Linked DNA regions of Mus musculus: region 1 is linked to region 2. The links are chromatin contacts, called in public promoter capture Hi-C maps. All regions are on one chromosome and are shown on one strand. Each heading gives the region's core, a stretch centred on a gene start, on an enhancer-like site or on the middle of the called end of the contact. The rest is flanking DNA. Distances are from core to core; before and after follow the strand shown.

Region 1 (3,294 bases), core at 363-2,862, 71 kb before region 2:
CTACTGAACCACACGGCCTGGGTCCAAGTCATTCCTACCTTTTGTGGTCTTTTGGCCTACAAAAAAAAGTCGCTCCACCACAGCTAAAGTGACCACTGGAAAAAATATGTAAGCCAGGACTAGGGACATGGCTCAGTCACCAGTCAGTCTGACCTGTGAACATAAGGCCTGGGTGTGATCCTCAGAACTCCTCAACCTTTAAGAGTCTGCTTCCCTGTTACCTCTTGCATCCCCTTCCCTCACCCCAGCTACTCTCTAGAACCCCCAAGCCCCAGCTGCCTTGAAGGCACTCTTAAGTACCACCAACTTGGCTAATCCCCACCTCCCAACCCTTACCAGCTGGAGCTGTGTCATCTGCCTCCAGCACCCAGCACTGGGCCGCAGAGGGTATCCACTCCCTCTTTAAAAATGCCTGGCCCTTGCCTTTCACAATCATCAGGCCATGTTCTTTCTTGGGGCTTTACCTCAGGGTACCAGACTGCCGGTGTAGCAAGCAAGTCAAGGACTGTTTATCAATGACAATAGCCCGAGGAAAGGATAATCCTTGTTCTAGAGATTTCCAGGACTGAAAATGATAAGATGTGTACCATTTGGCCCCAAACCTCCACCTCAGGGAAGACAGCCACCCTTAAATCAGGATCCCAGAAAGATGGACCTTTAGTTTACCTTCGTCCCATCAATTAGACCACTGTAATCAAGCTTTACTTTCCTGGACTGGTTTTGGTGGGCTGTGTGTGGTAACAGAAACTACCACACATTGAGGGCACAATCTAAAAGAGCTTTGACTGCCCAACTCCCGTTACTCCCAGCGCTGCCATTCTCCACAATGAGTCGGTCCCACACCAGCCTCCACTGCACGGTGAAAACAAACGCACATGCGAAGCCCCACATCCCACCTCCTCTTTGGTTATGCGTGGTCCTCTGTTGACCTATCAGATGGTGCTACTTTTATCCCTATTTACAATTCACAAACCTCAAGAACACTCTAGTAGAAGCTGAAAAGCTCTGTGGACCTCAAGATAGAGAGCAGGAGGCAGGAGATCCTAGGAAGGAAGGTCTCTAGGGATAGGTGGGTCTGAAGGCCTCTCCACCCAAGAAAGGATGGGAGTCTATGGGCCTGGAGACCCGAAGCTTTGGAGTTGGACCAGAGGGGATCTGTTGGACTTCTGGAGAAGATATAACGGTCTCGGGCCCTGAAGCCGCCGAGGTCTGTGTGCTGAGTCTGAGGGAAATCTGGAGGATGGTGAGGTTTTCTAGGTGTGGAAGGTAATCAGGTCCACAGGTGGCCGCGGACCCAGGCAGCCCAGGGGATGTCGGAGGCAGGGTCCCCAGCGCATCAGAGGGCACTAGGGTCCTGGGCACCCTAGGCGGGTTTTGAGGGCTGGGGAGACGCGAGGCGCTGGCACCCAGCCCCGACCCGCCGCCTCACCTGCCGTGCCACGGAGACACCAGTGTCGCTCGCGCTCTCGCCGCCTCCCACCCGGGTCGCGCCCCTTCGGCTGGGTGGAGCCGCCGGGCGCTGCGCCGGATGGCGCTGCGCGTGCACCACGCCGAGCCTGCCCAGCCGAATCCGCAGCGCTCTCTCAAGGCCTTCCCCCCGCGCGCGCGCACTGCCCGCGCGAACGTTCCGCCCTGAAATCAACGGCCCCGCGGCAACGGGAAGCCCCGCCCGAAGGGGCGTGGCCACGACGCGTCCCGCCCCCAAGAGAAGCTACGATTGGACCCACGGACTGTGCTGTCGTGTCCACGATGAGCCTGGTCTTAAGAGACTGAATGTCTCGCGGCCAGTCTTCCCAGCGCTGTTTTGTCTTCAGTTTCCCCATCTGCACGCCTGGACAGCCCCGCGGAAACGCAGAAGGCGTTGAGCTCGGCCGGAACCACCCTTGGGCAACCACTTCCAGCCGGGCTCACTCCATCTACCTCAAGCCACAGGCTGTACAGCCTGTGCCCTTCCCCAGCCTAGCATGCTTCACGTCCTCCCCGCAGTGACCGACTCCCTTACCACGTGTCAGAGTAGGCGTCTGGCCCTTCCGATGTGCCTCTTGGACACGTCTAGCTTGGGCTTAGATCCAGGGACTAATGAGCATATGTACCCAGGTTCAGCACCTGTTAATCGGGTGAACTCAGTGCCCACCCCGAACGTTCGAGAGTACACGTGGGTGGGCTCTGCGCTGGAGCACTCAGCATGAGGACCTTTAAAAGTCAATGACACCTCTCCTTTCTCTAAATAAGGCTGGGATGGATCAAAGCCTATTTCCTCTTCCTCATCTTCCCAGGTCGGCCTGCCCAGGCAAGTTATTTGGACTTCCTCTACCTCTGGCTCCTTTTTTTCTACATGGGTTTGCTGTAAGCATCCCTTCAGCCCCATAAGAAAAATGCATGTGTAATAAAACCTGGGTTTTTGTTCTTTTCTTTTTGAGACAGGGTTTTATGTGGCTTTGGCTGTCCTAGAACTAGCGCTGTAGAACAGGCTGGCCTCAAGCTCACAGAGTTCCACCTACTCTGTGGGTGTAAGGTATACAAAATCACTACCTGGCCAGCTTGAAATTTGTGGCACCAGAGCCCAGAACAGTGGTTTGAACACCTGAGTCTGGGTACCTACTAAGTAGCTGGCCTTTGAGAAAATGTTTTTTTCAGTCCTCAGGACATCTCCCATGAGGATGGCACCCCATTTACTGCAATTAACAGCAGGAGAGGAGGAAGCCCAGAGAAGTTGTATTGGCAATACCAACCATGCATTGGCTTCAAAGGTCTGGGCTTCCCACTACTAGACTGAACAATTTACATGTGATGCAATTTAGTTCACAAGCTCCTGCTTCCATAAAGGGTCCTAAGACTTGAACCTGTGACACTGGAGAAGTTCCCGGGTTACAGGAAGGAAGTTGTTCAAGGAGACTGTAGGCTAGGAGCTGAGGAGTTAGAACCCACAGCACACCACCCACACACTGGATGCCCTCCAAGATCCAGTGTGGCAGAGCCTCAGTAATCCCAACTCTCCATCTAAGGTCAACACAGATCGGAAGTCTCTGCCCATTCAGCCAAGCAGCTTTACAAGGGCAAACCCACAGAAGGGACAAAAGGGACACCTTAGAAACAATGCCCTCCTCTGTATCCAAGAGAGACAGATGAACACTTTCTACCCAGCCTGGCAGTACTAGGATCACCCTGATTTACAGGGAGTCTCAGAAAACTGCTTTAATCCCTGTCCACTGTGTTCATTCTGAGTAGATAATGTAGCGCCCGCCAGTGTGTTCCTGCAGTGCGTCATTCAGGTAGGCTGAACAAATTCATGAA
Region 2 (3,388 bases), core at 193-2,692:
TGGTCTACAGAGTGAGTTCCAGGACAGCCAGGGATATACGGAAAAACCCTTTTTCGAAAAACAAACAAAACAAGAAAGAAAGAAAGAAAATGATTGGCTGGTGCTGGGAGCCAAACCATAAACATTACAGCTGTGACTTCTGCTTTCCCCCTGACTGGCGGTTGTTAGGGGGTGACCTGGAAACTGGTACAGGCTTGTTGGTTAACTGGAGTTCTAAGGTGAAGCCTGAACCCAAGATGGAGTTGGCAGACCATCTCTCAGATGCACAGTGAGGCAGAGAACCTGCTGCTACAGAGGCAGAGAGAGAACACAAGGGTCACCCTAATGTGTGCTCTCCCCCTCCCCCTGTAGAGGACCCATCAGTAGTAGAGGAGAATCAGAAGTCGCTGGGCAGGAAGAACAACTGGTCTGCAGCCCTATCTGGAGCTGACTGTATGTTATAATATTTTTATGCCTTCCCAGTGAGAAATCAAGCACACAGAGGTTGATAAAGAAAAAACGCTGTAATAACAGCAAGCAACCTGTTCTGGCTAATGCACAGAAGGGAACCGGTCCTGAATGGAAATCTTCACTTATACAGGGGCATGGCCCCGCCCAAGTTACACTCTGAGGAGTTACCCATGCTCCTCAGAGACAGCAGCTCCAAGGTCTGGTTCTCTGGACAAGTGGGGGAGATGTGCAATGTAGAAATACGGACATAGTCATCCCGAGTCAGACCAGGAGTACTTTTCCTGGGCTGTTTCCAGGGTTGTCCTGCCTGCCTGGCAGAGTTTATACTCTTCCAGATAAGAGACCCAGGGCTTCATTAGCATTATCAGTCAGCGTCTTCTCTAGACTGCCTGGCGGATGCTCGGTCTATTTTACTAATAAATGTAACCTAATAATTTCTAAGCAAGTTACCGGCCTCCATTTCCTCCTTCAGCTCTAGTCATTTCTTCCCTAGTTATTCATGGGTTCTATTCAGTGAGTATGTTGCTTGCAGCCCCACATCAATGCCTTCCTGGATGGCAGACATTGCAAAGTGGTGAAAACTGTCACCTGACAGATTTCCAGCTGGGAGTGAACAGGGTGGCAGACGCTTGGCTTCTGTGTCCTCAGATGGTAAACAACAGATCTGTCTGAGGGAATCCTGGTCTCCACAGCATCACAGGCAGATCTCAGAATTCTCTCGAAGGTCAGAGAAGTCAGGTTCTCGGGGCTGTGTTCTGTGTTTGGAAATGAATGCATCTGATATTAGCAAGCCCCTCATTAAATCAAATGCCTTAGACAGAACTCATCATAAAACAGGTTGTGAATCGATTGCTTGGTGACAGTGTGGCCAGAGTCACTCTTGCTCCTAGTCTGCCCCTGTAGGTCCCAGGAGCAAGGAAAACTAACTCCTTGCTGCCCCCCAGGACCCCAGCATGGAAGAAGGAAGGAGCCTGGCAAGTGGGAGCTGTCCATGGTGCTGCCCAAGAGTGTGGCTCAGCTTCAGGCTGTGTCTGCCAGCCTGAGGTTTGGGCTCACTGGACTCACTGAAACCTGCACCTGTGGCTGCAGCCCAGAAACAAACAAGGTTCCGGGGACTAGAAAGTTCTATGCTAGACTGACAGCTCCCAGGCTTCGACTTGGGAATTCTTGCTGAACAGGCTTGGGAAAGGAAGGGAGAAGGGTTTACCTAGGGGGAGAAAGAAACAGCAGGCTAAAAAGATTCAGTTGCTATACCACAGCACCAAAGGATTCTGGGAGGCTGTGACCCAGGGACTTTATTCAGGCTGTCCAGAGAGGCACGCAAAACAGCTACATCCAGTTTCTTCACTTGCCCCATGTAGAGGGAGTATCACAGCCCAGTAAGGAATTTTACCCCAGACCTCACCATGATTCTGGGAATGTGGGAGGTACAGGAGCAGTCTGTGTGTGGAACAGTTGGGACAAGGATCCATGCTGTAGAATTTCAATGCCTGCATTGCTCAGTGTCCCCAGGAGTCAGAAATCCTATGGTAGATCTGTCAAGCCCAGCTGTGGGCATGGAAAACATCTGTGTCCGTCTTTCCTTCCCTGTGAAGAGGCCTTTCTCCCTCTCCCTTCATGCTTACTGGCTTGTGACACCAAGCCATAGATTTATGGCAAAAGGTAGTTTATGGAGAAGGAAGTCAGGCAGAGAGGGTAGCCAGCGCTGGCCAGGGGTGACCAACCTGTGAAAGTCAGCTGCCCAACCGTTCTGTCTCTGCCTCTCCTGTTTCCTGTGGTTTGTGGTTCAGTCGGCATGACTACAACAGAGTTTAGTCTTTTTACCCGGGACTGCATGGCCCGCATTCTGTGTCTGTGTGCAGCCTTCACAGCCCTTACAAGGTGGTGTGACTGTGGATGTGGTTTAGGAATAGAAAGCTTGCTTAGCACAAATGAGGCCCCTGGGTTTGGTTCCTAGACCTTTGAGTAAACTAATGATCAACAGACATTTGGTGTAGTAGATATACCGTAATTCACCTAATTCTCGGCAAGTGCCAATAGTTACAGAATCCTCCCCTACCTCCTGAAAGTTGTTCCATTATTCGATTTTATTAGCAGCACAGAGCGTAGTCTATTTTTGTTACTCTTTTTGTTTTGCTTTATTATTTTTAGGTTTGCTCATTTTTTTTCCTGTATGAGTATTCAGCCTGCATGTATATAAGTGTACCATATTGTGCAGTGCCCAAAGAGGCTAGTTCCCCACGGTGGGCACAGGATCCCTTGGAATGGAGTTGCAGATGGTTATGAGCTGCTAGGTGGCCACTGGGAACCGAATCCAGGTCCTCTGCAAGAGCAGCCAGTGCGCTAACTGCTGAGCCGTGTGTCCAGCCCCAGTGCTTTTAACTGCTAAGCCGTGTGTTCAGCCCCAGTACTTTATTTTTTAAGACAAACACCTCTGCTTTTTTTTTCTCTTATAAGCCAGATGGCCTTAAACTCTGGAGTTCTTGGGTCACAAGTGTCACAGTCACACCCAGTGTCACCACCATCATCTGCTTTTCTTCACTTTTTTTTTCCTTTTTCTGAAATGCCATGAGAATTTAATCACACAGAAGTTAGTCTTATGAGCCAGACTTGTGTACATGGTAATTCTGATTCCTTCGGATCCCTCTGTGGTGCTATGGGAGTTGTAAGACATTGGCCAGCTTGGCTGTGTGGTGTCTACTTTCTGGCTTCCACTTTGGGGCTCTTAGGAAAACTTCTGTGAACATGTGTGTACTAGCCTCTCTGTGGACAATCACCTCATTTTCTAGTTGAACATAGGCAGACAGGACTGAGTCAAGACAGCTTTATACGCATCTGACATTTTTAAGAAGGCAAATTTGTTCCTTTAAAAATACCATTCAGGTACCCAAGAGCTGAAGGGGCCTGCAACCCTATAGGTAGAACAACAATATGAACT

Evidence for each region. Promoter capture Hi-C pulls out the DNA fragments that hold promoters and counts their contacts.
Region 1: a contact with region 2 is called in a promoter capture Hi-C map of pre-B cells, with 1.9 times the contacts expected there. The contact joins the promoter of Fam118a here to the enhancer-like site in region 2. A contact is called at or near these places in 1 of 39 promoter capture datasets (pre-B cells), 2 of 115 datasets of contacts at active chromatin or transcription factors (the SCID.adh cell line and embryonic stem cells) and 3 of 9 other capture datasets (adipose tissue, liver and pancreatic islet).

What each region holds. Positions count from the first base shown.
Region 1 is chr15:85,035,380-85,038,673 of GRCm38.p6, reverse strand. Fam118a (family with sequence similarity 118, member A) reads right to left here and starts at 1,612. Exons shown (of 9, transcript NM_133750.4): 1 at 1,430-1,612.
Region 2 is chr15:84,963,830-84,967,217 of GRCm38.p6, reverse strand. All of the region lies in intron 1 of 5031439G07Rik (RIKEN cDNA 5031439G07 gene), which reads left to right. Among named protein-coding and RNA genes, the nearest start is that of Mir1249, 14 kb to the right of the region's middle. Within about 2 kb of position 1,442, at least 32 of the 459 cell types and tissues checked have an H3K27ac peak or open chromatin away from gene starts, as enhancers often do. A contact at or near this core is called in the SCID.adh cell line and pre-B cells, where this site is marked.